Linked DNA regions of Drosophila melanogaster: region 1 is linked to region 2. Evidence: chromatin contacts called from public targeted proximity ligation data. All regions are on one chromosome and are shown on one strand. The core of a region is the stretch at or near the end of the contact, and the rest is flanking DNA. Distances in the headings are between cores, read along the strand shown.

Region 1 (5,963 bases), core at 652-3,151, 110 kb after region 2:
CCACATCGGCGCCCAGGCTAAAATAGATAACCCCACTGGGAGCCGATTCCATGAACGACAGAAGATGCTAAAAACAATTAAAGTAAGTGATTTGAATTTATGAATGAATGCATTTAGACATACTTTTGGCAAATTGTCATCATTTAAGTGGCTTAAGTGCAGGCCGCCCACTTCCACCATGTTGGGCAAATATGCACGGGGATAATGTAGGCCTGGATGCGAGTTAATCAAGGCCAAACTGAGATTCTTTGTCAGATCTCTATAAAGCGGCAGCTCCTTAACGAGCAGTTCGAAGTGATTTGTGTACACGGATTGCTGGGAGATCAAGTGGAAAAAGCTGCAAAATACAAAAAAACGGATCCTGTTAAACTGAATGTAAAGAAAGATTATTTTCCTATTGATAATATAAATTGCTGATGATTAACTTGTCTCGAAATGCTACACAATTATACAAGTTATACTGCAGTAAGATCGTACTTGTAGGTCAAGCGCTCAAAGGTGCTCATAAGCGAGTTTAGAATCCTCTGCCTCGTGTTCATTCTCTCCGTGAAGGGCAGGAAATTGCTGGGATCCAGTGAGGACGATTGCGGATTGCCAAACATGTTATTCAGCCAGGAATTCGCGCCAGTGGGACTGACTGCAACGGTGGGTATGCCATAGTAGAAGGCCAAGCTAAAAGAGAACAGATTTCCATTTGAAATATATACCAAGGAAACCCGTTTTTGGCTTTCGGACTCACCCTAGCAGAGCATCGCTTAAGAACAGGTCCACTATGAGTAAGTCGAACTTTTCGCCGCTGGTCAGGAGCTTCCGGACCTGGGGATCCGACAGCAAAATGTCCACATTGGTGGTGCCAGCGTAGATCAGCCGGGTGAACCTTTCCATCACACTCTGGGCCCGCATTTCCTCGGCCTCAAAACTCATGCCCATGTCGAGCCAGTTTTCCCGCAGCCCTTCGATGCGCAGCTCCCTGATTTTGGGTATTTCCGCATCCACACCTTCCTGCGCGGCATGTGGACTGATCAGAGTTACGGAGTGGTTGCCCGAACTCTCCACCAGCTCCTGAAGCAATCTCCGGCCAAAGAGATAGTGGGATTTCCAGACACTGGGAAAAACTGTCAGTACATTGGCGCCCAGGACGATGCCGCAGAGCAGCGTGCCCAGAAACACTTGCAGGATTTGCATTTTGTGTTTGTGGATTATATCCGCAGTGGCCTTTGCATCCGCTTCTACATCCGCATCCGCATTCGTGTCTGTGTTTCTGCTTTTCCGGTTTTTTTTTTTTTTGCAAAAACACACACAAACACTGGCGCTCAGCCCATACACAACGCACACACACGCACAAGTACGTGGCTTCTATTATTATCTGCTGCTTCTGCTCCCGCTTTTTTCGCCGATTTTCATCATCTTGCCGCCACGATGCGATGGCAAAATATCACAGCTGTTGAAAAATGCACACAAATTGCCAAATAAAATGCAGTGCAAAACGCAACGAAAGTGAAAAGAACAGCAGCAACAACTGCGGCTTTGTCGTCGTCTCCTGCGAATGGCATTCAGAGATGTCCGGCTAGCTGTTCAGACCGGCAAATCTAGCTATTTTGCAGCTGAAAGAAGCATTAGCGATGCCGCGTTAACATCTGAAATTTAAAGCGTGTCTTAATAGCAAGCAGTTGGCGAGTATACAAAACTTGTGCCATGGAAAAAACACTCGTGCTCTGAATACCTTACTTTTAACATGATTAATAATAAAGTTACTGAATTATACATTACATTACATTATTGAATTTCTAGAGATTACTGCATATTTTTATGCGAACATGAACTGCTTGCTTGAAGCCATGGCACCTTCCACTGCTTGCCTGTGGCTTTTCCCGCCTGATCTACGCACGGTCCCACTATTGTGCAAAGCCACCCCCACCCCGCCACATTGCTTCTTCTTCCTTACCATCGCAGTAAACAATTTGAAAATTGCATTTATACGCGACTGAGTTTGCGAATCATTCGGCAAATTGCACAACAAAAGAAGTGCTAAATTGAGAGGTTGCGGCGAGCACAGCAAGTACTTGTGGATGCACAAACTCAGAGCGAAAAAAGACAAACAGAGAGCGGCAAACAAAACAACTTTTTTTCCAATTGGAAGAGTGCCAAAAAAAACGGAGAGCGACATAAAAAGTGAACATTTGAACCGCATTACGAGGCAGAAAAGTGAATTGAACAGCTGGCGGATCAGGTGCGTGGCTAAAACGAATCATTTGCTGTTAAATCGGCCCTAAGCAAACACATAAGGTGAGAATCTGCCCAAAAGCGCAAGCGGCCAAAACAACAACAATAACAAAAGCAAGCCGCCATAAACCGGCAACAGCTGAAAGTTACTGCTTACGTAAGCCGCTCGCAATTACAAATTACAAGCAGTTAGGCAATTGGATCAGCAGCCAAAATGTCGCAGGTATCAAGTAAGAATCAAATCAAAACCACCACTTTATATGGGCTCCCACGAATATCGAATATATTGAGCATTCAAGTGAATACATACACATAGAGGAATCAAAGCAAATAAGTTTTTGATGAATCATTTCTTATGCATATTTTGTGAAAATAAATAACATAAAAGGATATTCATTTCACAGCATCTTCATTATCTAATCAGTTTTGTTGTGTTTTTTTTTCGAAAGCTTTTCAAAAACATAAGACTGATTATGACATTTACTCAACACTTTCTAATATCAATTTATTGTATAAATGAATCTATTCATTTGTTAAAAAAGTTTTAAGAATTAATAAATCTATAGCCATAATTTTTTATTATTTCCATTTTGATTCTCAAAATTCTGTAAACTACATATTTTAAAAATTAAAAGTCAGCTAGAGCTTGTATGTAATATTTCAATTAATACACTTTAATATATAACGTGGCAGCCAAAATAAATGTACTTTCATCAAATTTTAAACAATCTTCAAATAGTAGCAGTATCTAAAATAATGTACTTAATAAATTTGATATTTGAGAGAGCCCAGAGATACGATCATTCTATGCCCACTGACCCAACCAATCCCTAACCCTAGCCCTCATCGATGTGGACAAGCCACTCTTCGATCTCAGCACCTTCGCTGGGCGCTTCCAGTACTTCGCCTGGATGACGGACCCCCGCACCGTAGTCGTATCCAGCGATCGCCTGCTGGAAGCCAAAGCAATGGTTGAACGCTACCGGAAAGGTGACCAATCCCCGCCGCTGAAGCCGGAGGAGGTGCACTACAACATGAAGCTGTACAACTCAGCCTTTCATCCGGATACCGGCGAGCTGCAGAACTTTTGCGGCCGCATGAGTTTTCAGGCAAGTCTCGAGATGGGTTCGGCACGTGGTCGCTGAAAATAGAAGCGTCTGGCGTGGACGCCTTGTGAATGGGTTGCCAAAAACACAAGGAAGGCACGACGATATCAAGACCAATTGCTCGGAATGCCAAATCTTCGAGCATTTTGTTGGTTTTAGCATCAAAGAACCTGTTCCCTTAAGGGCTTATCTAAATCGATGCTTACATATTTAAGCTTTACTAATTGCTTTGTGTATTTGGTCTATCTTCAGGTACCCGGAGGCATGTTGATCACCGGTGGCATGCTGGCCTTCTATCGCACCGTGCCCGCCGTGGTGCTCTGGCAGTTCATCAACCAGTCCTTCAATGCGGTTGTTAACTACACGAATCGCAATGCCAACTCGCCAACTAGCGTTACGCAGCTGGGCGTGGCCTATGTATCCGCCACGACATCGGCTCTGGTAGCTGCTATTGGATGCAAGAACTATTGGTCAAAGAAAGCGACTCCGCTGTTCCAAAGATTTGTGCCCTTCGCAGCTGTGGCGGCAGCCAACTTCGTGAACATTCCGCTGATGCGACAAAATGAGATAATCAATGGCATAGAGGTGAAGAACGACGATGGAGTGGTTGTGGGCCAGAGTAGATTGGCAGCCATCAAAGGAATCGGTGAGGTGGTTGTGTCCAGGATTGCGATGGCGGCGCCCGGAATGCTGGTGCTGCCATTGATAATGGAGAGGCTGGAGAAACTGCCTGCCTACAGGCGCATCAAGTGGATTAATGCTCCATTCCAGACCCTTTTGGTTGGGTGCTTGTAAGTAACTTTATCATCTACGACCACTTGTTCCTTTAACTGATCTTTTTATTCTTTGATGTTTAGCCTTTGCTTCATGGTGCCCACTGCCTGCGCCCTGTTCCCACAGCAGTGTTCCTTGGACACTTCGATTATGCGCACCTTCGAGCCCGAACTTTACGAGGACCTCGAGAAGAAAACTCAGGGCAAAGTGCCCAAGCGTGTCTACTTCAACAAGGGTCTGTAAGATCGGCTCGACAATAATCCTGGAATTGAGGGAAGACAATTGTGTGTTAGTGGTATCCGTTCTCGTCTCATGTTTTATGTAGCATTTACTGTTTTAGATTGCGCAACTTTGCAGTTGCAGTTGTTCCGTGTGTCATGTGTCAATTGTCGTAGTTGCTAAGCTAAAAGGAATCTCAGCTGTTTTAAAATGTAAATCTCGGACCTGCTAGGTTTTTCTAATTTGTTAAATTGTATGATAAGTTATCATATCTAGTGACATCCACATCCAAAAAAATGTATTTGCTCATAAGAACCTTAGCAGGGCTAGCACATAATGGGTATTAATATTCAAATATGTATGTCCTAAATCGTGTTCATGTTATACGTTATTTTAAAACTGTAATAATTGACAATTTAGATAATTTTTCATTCTGAAACTAACTAAACTGAGCTGCTGAGCAGGAGAATGCTTTTACAAGCCACTAATAACTAACAAACCAAACTCGTTGTGTTTCGTATTAGAACTAATTCACTCATTGTTTAAAATAAAAGTGTAAAAACAGTATTCAAGTTTCACGGGTTTTAAAAACGGTTTTATTAGTTATGTTCTTGTATCCTGTATAAGTATATATATCATTATATATAACGCTGCGGGGCTGTCGTTTATCTAGATATTCGGTTTCCTTCATCGTGTTGTAAAGTTTACAAAATGTGCAAAACACAACTAGGTAGCTATAGAATATTCGTCCTTAAACGTTGACAGAGGGGTACTCTTTCTTATTGTTTGACTTTTTTTGTCGATCGGTTGGTTCGCATTGAGTGCTACCGCCGTAGATAGTTTTGCTTGGACTTTCTCAAGGTACAATTTCGTTTATCATTTATAGTTTATATATTTAGTTTTGGGTGTTTTACTTTTTGTTGGCACTGTTGCTTGAATATTTCTTTATCTCGGTGCTAAATATTTATGGAAAAATTCAACACTCAGATGTACAATATGTAAAATGGTTTGTATCTTCTTACGCTAACAAAAACCAAAAGGGAAAAATCTCAGCAGTTATGCCCATGCCACGCCCATTTTGGGGGCATGGACAACAAATGCGCTGCCTGGCAGCAAAATTTCGATTCCATTTCGCATTAGCTTGTAAAAAGTGGATCGCCTTGTGCCTTAAAAATGGAAATTGTCGCATGAATCAGCAAACACTTTTTAATACAATTTAGTTATCTTAATTATTAACTGGCAAAACGTTCGACACACAATTATTTACGGGGTTCTGGGACCTTTTTTTTTGCTTCGATTTCAATATTTATTAACTGTATGCTTAGTTATTTATACTGACTGAGGCTTTCAACAATAAATTGGCATTTCAAACTGGATTAATGCTTAAGTTAGTTTTCCTAGATGTTTGGCTCTTAGCTGGGAAAAGCTCGTTCAAAATCGTAGGCATTTCCTTTGCAAAAATCCTATGGGCTAGAGCAACTAGCTTAGTAAGCTTCCCTTTGACCAGGAACTTCTTATCCGTATTTAGCTGCCTAATCAAAACTCATTCGTTTGCTTTTAACAAAGCCGATTTTTCTAATCAAAACCTGACCCCATTTGAAACTTAAGGTTGCCTTACAATAAAAACTATTTAAAGTGGAC
Region 2 (5,802 bases), core at 2,254-4,753:
CTTGTCTCGCCGCGAGGGAGAAGGAGCGAGTGTTTCCGGTCTCTTCATCTCCCTCTCGCGCTCTCTCTCTCTCTCTTTCCACACAAACACACTCCAGCAATTGCCTTGCATGATTTAATTATTTGTAGCATACTTTTGTGCGCCGACCAAAAACTTCACACCTGAATGCACAACAAAGTGGGGGGCTCAAGTGGTTCATCGGCCGAGTGGTGCAAAACTTTTGCCACTTTTGCCACTTTTGCATTCAGGGCGCTGCAGAGCACAGAAGTTGTTGTTGAAGGACCTCCGAACCTCTGCGGTTTTCGGCCGGAGGATCCGGGTTTTTCTATGCGAGCCCGAATGTCTCAATTCATTTTACGCCACACTGCGCCCCAAGTGGAGCGCACCATGCAAAAAAGGGCTGCCGATGCGGGTTTCGGGCCACGGGTTGTGGGATACCCCTCAATCTGTAATCTTTATGGGTCTCTCACTAATGTGGTAATCAGGCATCCGTTGGATTGTTACTTAGTATATTAATAATCTTCATTAATTATTTACAACAAGTTGCAAGCAAGTTTGTATCTGTTGGATGCAGTGCTACTAACTACCAGCGTATTCAAATGATTTCCAATCACTGGGTATCCCCAATTCGACATATTCAACTTGGGTGTAAATTCTTGATCTGAATGGGTTTCGGGTCTGCCATTTGAGACGAAGAATAAAACAAAACAGAATTTGTGGAAGGGCGGCAGCAAAAGTGCAAGCAACGCAGAAAAGGACTTTGGCATCATTACAATTTGTTGATTTGCTTCGTTAAACAGCAAACAACACTGGCGAAAAGCGGGGGAGCGAAGGTGCGGACTGAAATTGAAACAACAGCGACAGTTGAATGAATCAGGGAGCATAAAGACCCGAGAAATTAACGCCAAGTCAGCCCCAAGCATCGCTCCTCATCTCGCCATCAAAGTCTTTTTGTGTTATTCAAATGGCGGCTGCATTGTTGCTTATTTGCGAAAAAGCAGCGCGAAAAAATGAGCAAAATAAGAAAATATAAGAAAATCCCAAAGGCGGCAAATAAACAGTGGCGAGAAAATGAAAACCGACAAGAAAAAGTTGCCGAGGCGCTGAATTGGCGACGTCTTCTTCAAAGGCGTCGCCTCGGGCCCCCGAATTTTATCTTTTCTTTAAAGCGCGAGCACAGTTTGCCTTTCCGCTGGCCCCACTTCTTCAAAAGGACATTCGGACGTGAAGGAGGCTGGGAGCCAAAAGGCGCTCCCTTGCTGAAGGTTGCAGGTAAGAAATGGTAGCAAGAAATCATCGCTGACAGCAAATAAGGAGTTCGGTGCGGGTTACCATGGGGTGTTCTTGGAAATTCATGAGACAGCGGTGAGATCTGTTTTACATATGCATCGTTTTCTTGGAAAGATAGACCATAAAAATGCATAGATTTTTTATAATCTGAATTTCGATTTCTCGCATGTACTAAAAGTCAAATTTAACTATAGATAACTTAAGCTTTTTTTGTTTAACGAAAAATTTCTTAAAGGTAGTATCTTTTCAACATCGAATATATGAATAGGTTTAATATTTCTATCTACATCGTATAATGAACTAACTTAACTTGCATTAAGTAAATGCAATGTTTATGCTTATATAAAGGTGGAAATTCAAAATATTTTTATTTTCGATATTATAAGAATTATATTATTAAATATTAATTAAATAATTATGTAAAGTAAATATATATATAGAAAAAAAGTGGATATTTTCTGAAATCTGTAAACTATGAGTATAAACTTGAAAGTGCATTTTGTTAAATAGAGCCCTTCATTTTTCATTAAAAATGTATATCCAGTCTTTTTACCTTCTGAATTTTTTTTGCAGGCATTTAATACTGGCCGACGTGAACACAAAATTAATTTTTCTTTGTTTACGGACACAACTTTCAAGCGTTTACATTAAACCAGTTTGCAAAAACTTTGCCTCTACCAAATGCCCCCTGTTTTCCCGTCTTTTTTCAAACTGACCATTCTCCACATTTCCCTTTCGATCTCCTGCCCTAATTGGCCTTATCACTTCTGACCCTCTTTACAAAATTAGATTTATTTGCAAATTATAAGTTGAATTGCAGCGGTCTGCCATCATAATATCTTTTTATGAGCCACCGCCGCAGAGTCTGCTATAAAAACGAACAAACTTGGCATTTTGCAGTTGCGGCATAATTAATTGCATAATTTTTGGGTTGAATAATTAGCATTTAATTTCAGATTGGTTACGTTAAGTGTGCGAGCGCAGAGAGACAGTAAAAAAGGTTAATTGGGCCGCTCATTAAATTAGTAAGCGGATGTGCCTTAGATTTACGTTTTTTGATACGTGCCTAACCCCGCCGCGGGCTGAGTTTTGGACTCGAAGTCCACTCGACTCGATGGCATTTCTAATGAGTTTAATTTGAATATCAAATTGTTTGGGGAAATTATGTTTCCCCGCCGGCTTCGATTAATATAATCGCACCCTGCATTTTTCGCTCGGGGGCGTGCAAATTAATAGCTGATTGAAGCGCCGCCATTATATACATTGTATATCGCGGTATTTATATTCCGCGACTTCAATTCCCTGAGGTCAATATCGAACACTGGAATAAGTAATTATCACCTGGTTGGACATGTTAATTGGCTTTTGGCGTGAAATCCATAAGTTCTGGACTTCTCATAAAGCTGATGGCACTTTCCTATACAAATTATCTTTCAACTTGAGTGCCCAGCGATGGCGATAAAAATTGGGTTGGCCGCACCGGAAGATAGGAGTGCAATTTTCTCAATTGCACAGTGGTCTTCAGGGCATAAAAAAAGTTAATTAAATAAAAAGAAAAATATATTCAGAGCTGATACCATAATTTATACCATTGCGAAGATCACTGCGCAATTTATGTTGAGTATTTGGAATATATATATTAGCGGTGTATATTGTATATATATAGAAAAATATATGCTTTGGGGATTATAACATTACCAATTTATATAAACTTTTATGACGTATCCAAACAAAATTGTAGTGTTTTGTAATATTGATGATCCACCCATTTCTTACCTGGTACTTTAACCTTAATGTATGTTTTTAGTTTACCCAATTGCGTGATCAAATTTTCACTCTCGATCATCAAGATATCTTTTCATTTCGCAATGGCTTACCGACGTGTTAGCAGGACCAGCCTCTTTTCGAGCTTCACTTCGGCTGTCCAAAGTAAACGCTTTTTGATCGGCAAATAGCCAACTTCCGCAGCGAGCGAGTGTTAAGAAAACTTTTCCCAGCAGCAGCGGCGTTTGCAATCGACAAATGTCGATTAGCACATCGCGTCAGCAGGTGTGTGCAGGTATTGTGGCTATTGCTACCGCTATTCTCTGTTTTGGCCCAAACGCACACACACAGCGGCTTATAGCCACTTGGCCAGCATTATAGTCAGTGGTCTGTGATGGGCGCATTCGCGTTCGTGATCAGCATGGGCACTACAATATTTTCAGTTTCATTTCAGTTGGTGAACAGCGTGCGAGCGAATAAGACACACGCGGCTAAAAAATTGCTTGAAAAGCTGAGAAAACAGGGAGTGTGAAGTGTAAGCAGCAAATAAAAATAGAGAAAAGTGCAAAATTAAACAAAATTCATTCAACCAATTGCAGTGCAAAGTATTTTTGTCGTTTATTGATTCGTAGCTCAACTCGTGATCCAACGCTAATATTCATTACGATACATTCGTGTGAACATGTAAAGAATAATTACTCTTCATTCGTTGACGGCGAGCAATCAATATGAATTAAAGACAACTCGAATTGCATCCGAGTGTAATTGAAATTCTTTAAACAATTCATTAAAGTGCAATGCCAAGGGCAAACGTAAAGTGCTGTGGTGATGGTCAAGGTTGCAGCCAAGAAAAGCTGATATCTGCTGCATCTCCTACAAACCAATTCAAACGAATAACAAATATTTGTCTTCTCCGTTGAGATAATAACTTAAACAGAAGCTGTGTACTTCCGCAAACGATTCTGCGAATTTACAAAATGTTTTTGCTTTAGCTTCATTCATGTCGAAAATATGTGACAATTGGGAGCTGAAGCATCTTATCAGACAAGTCAATTAATTACGTTTTTATCTAGATAGCTGTCATTCCTGAATGTCTTCACTTGACACATTCCCTAATGAACAGCTGATATCTTGAGTAAGCGTAGATAGGTGAATTCCTTGCATCTTCAACTCACTTTGTGCAAATTCCTCTTGCGAATTTCAGGAGGAAATCATTTGCTATGTCGACCAGAAAGCAAATTACATTTTGAGGTCTGCGTTCTGATTTTGATTTTGTCCCACAAAAATGCACTCGCATTTGCATTCGATTTTCGGTTTTATTTTGGTTTTTCAAACGTTTTCCGCTCTGCTCAATTTGTTTGCATTGCGTAAGGTCGTGTAGTTTCCCATACACTCTGACAGCACTTTGTCTCGCCAAGAAATTCGAATTTTGTTAGCCGCAAAAGCTCGGAAACATCTTGGCCAAGAGTCAGGGCCGGCCAATAGATGACAGTCAGCAAAAAAGCTGTGGGCATAAATGTGAATGAAAAAGAAATACAAAATGCCTCATTTAACAATGGTCCCACAAAAAAAAAAGTGTTGCAACATCGAAATGCAAAGCCTGGCTTGTTTTTGGCCAATGTTTACAATTCATTTCGAACATTTTGTGTAACACTGTTTTTATACCCAAAAATTGAAACATAAATAAATATTTTCTTAATGAAATTTATTTATTCTTAAATGTAACGAAAAAATTTCTATTTGCACAACTGACACTGACAATTTTTTCTCTTTACCCAAATTTGTAGCCAATTTCACAAGAGTAACATGATATTTTATGACGTTTGTTACGTTAGCACGTTTTCAAAATAGAGCTGAAATATTTTTTGTATTTGCAAAATTTAATTTGTTGTTAATGGCGTGCCAAGCCCATTTGCGATCTGTTAAAAAAAAACCACCCAAAAGTGCATATATACACCTACTATGTGCTTATACACGAATACAAATTATATATATGACGCTTATTTGCGCGATTTGTTTTACGCACCTTAGAATGTGCTAAATTCAAAAAGATTCGGCGAATGCTAATTTTTTGGTAAATGATTTATGGCTGGCTTGTAAATTGATTATGGATTTGCTCTCTTTTCGCCAGCTGATGAAATTGGATCGTCTGATTCCGGATTGTGATCACTGGCGATAAGCCGTGATTCTTCTCCATTTCCCCATCTCCGGATTACGTTGAATCGGATATAAATTGGGGTCAGATGGCGGGGACTTTGACACGTTTTTGGAGCAGATCTGAAGGCCGTTGCTGGTGCTACGAGATGTTGAATCATGTTTCAGTGTGTTTACGGGTACTTTCAACACGTAGTATGCGGCTATTACTGTGCAAAAATATGAAACCAGTTTGTAAATGGACAATAACACAGAGATTACATAATGGGCTGTGCAATGAGGCAACTCGTATAATTTGCTTTAGTATGGCCGGTCTGTTACCTGCCTACTGTCTGCTTTCGAAAACCAGTTCCTCACATGGATTTGGATTTGGTTGAGGGGAGTCGGGTCTTCTTTGGGCTTCAAAAAACTGACTGGACTCCATGGAATCGCCTCAGGCTTCGGTCACGTGCTCGTCTCCTCAGACTTGCCGATGTTTAAATGCTCTTTTATGTGCCGACTGAATGGCCAGTTGTTTTGAAATTTTTAATTGTTTTGTTTATAGTTGCATGGACGTTAAAACACTTGAAGCTAATAAGTGCAAAAAAAAGTTGG

The links.
Region 1: a contact with region 2 is called in a targeted proximity ligation map of the Kc167 cell line, with 3 times the contacts expected there. A contact is called at or near these places in 5 of 107 Hi-C or Micro-C datasets (all in the Kc167 cell line) and 2 of 7 datasets of targeted methods (both in the Kc167 cell line).

Annotation. Positions count from the first base shown.
Region 1 is chr3L:19,061,264-19,067,226 of dm6, forward strand. Sfxn2 (Sideroflexin 2) reads left to right here and starts at 1,902. Exons shown (of 4, transcript NM_140829.3): 1 at 1,902-2,453; 2 at 3,064-3,332; 3 at 3,582-4,120; 4 at 4,187-4,888. The coding sequence starts at 2,438. The coding sequence ends at 4,346. It overlaps Ugt316A1 (UDP-glycosyltransferase family 316 member A1), which reads right to left and starts at 1,553. Exons shown (of 4, transcript NM_001300182.1): 1 at 740-1,553; 2 at 478-672; 3 at 124-337; 4 at 1-67. The coding sequence starts at 1,185. Mkp3 (Mitogen-activated protein kinase phosphatase 3) reads right to left here. Exons shown (of 5, transcript NM_001275103.1): 5 at 4,892-5,963.
Region 2 is chr3L:18,947,126-18,952,927 of dm6, forward strand. CG6836 reads left to right here and starts at 3,504. Exons shown (of 6, transcript NM_140822.3): 1 at 3,504-3,589.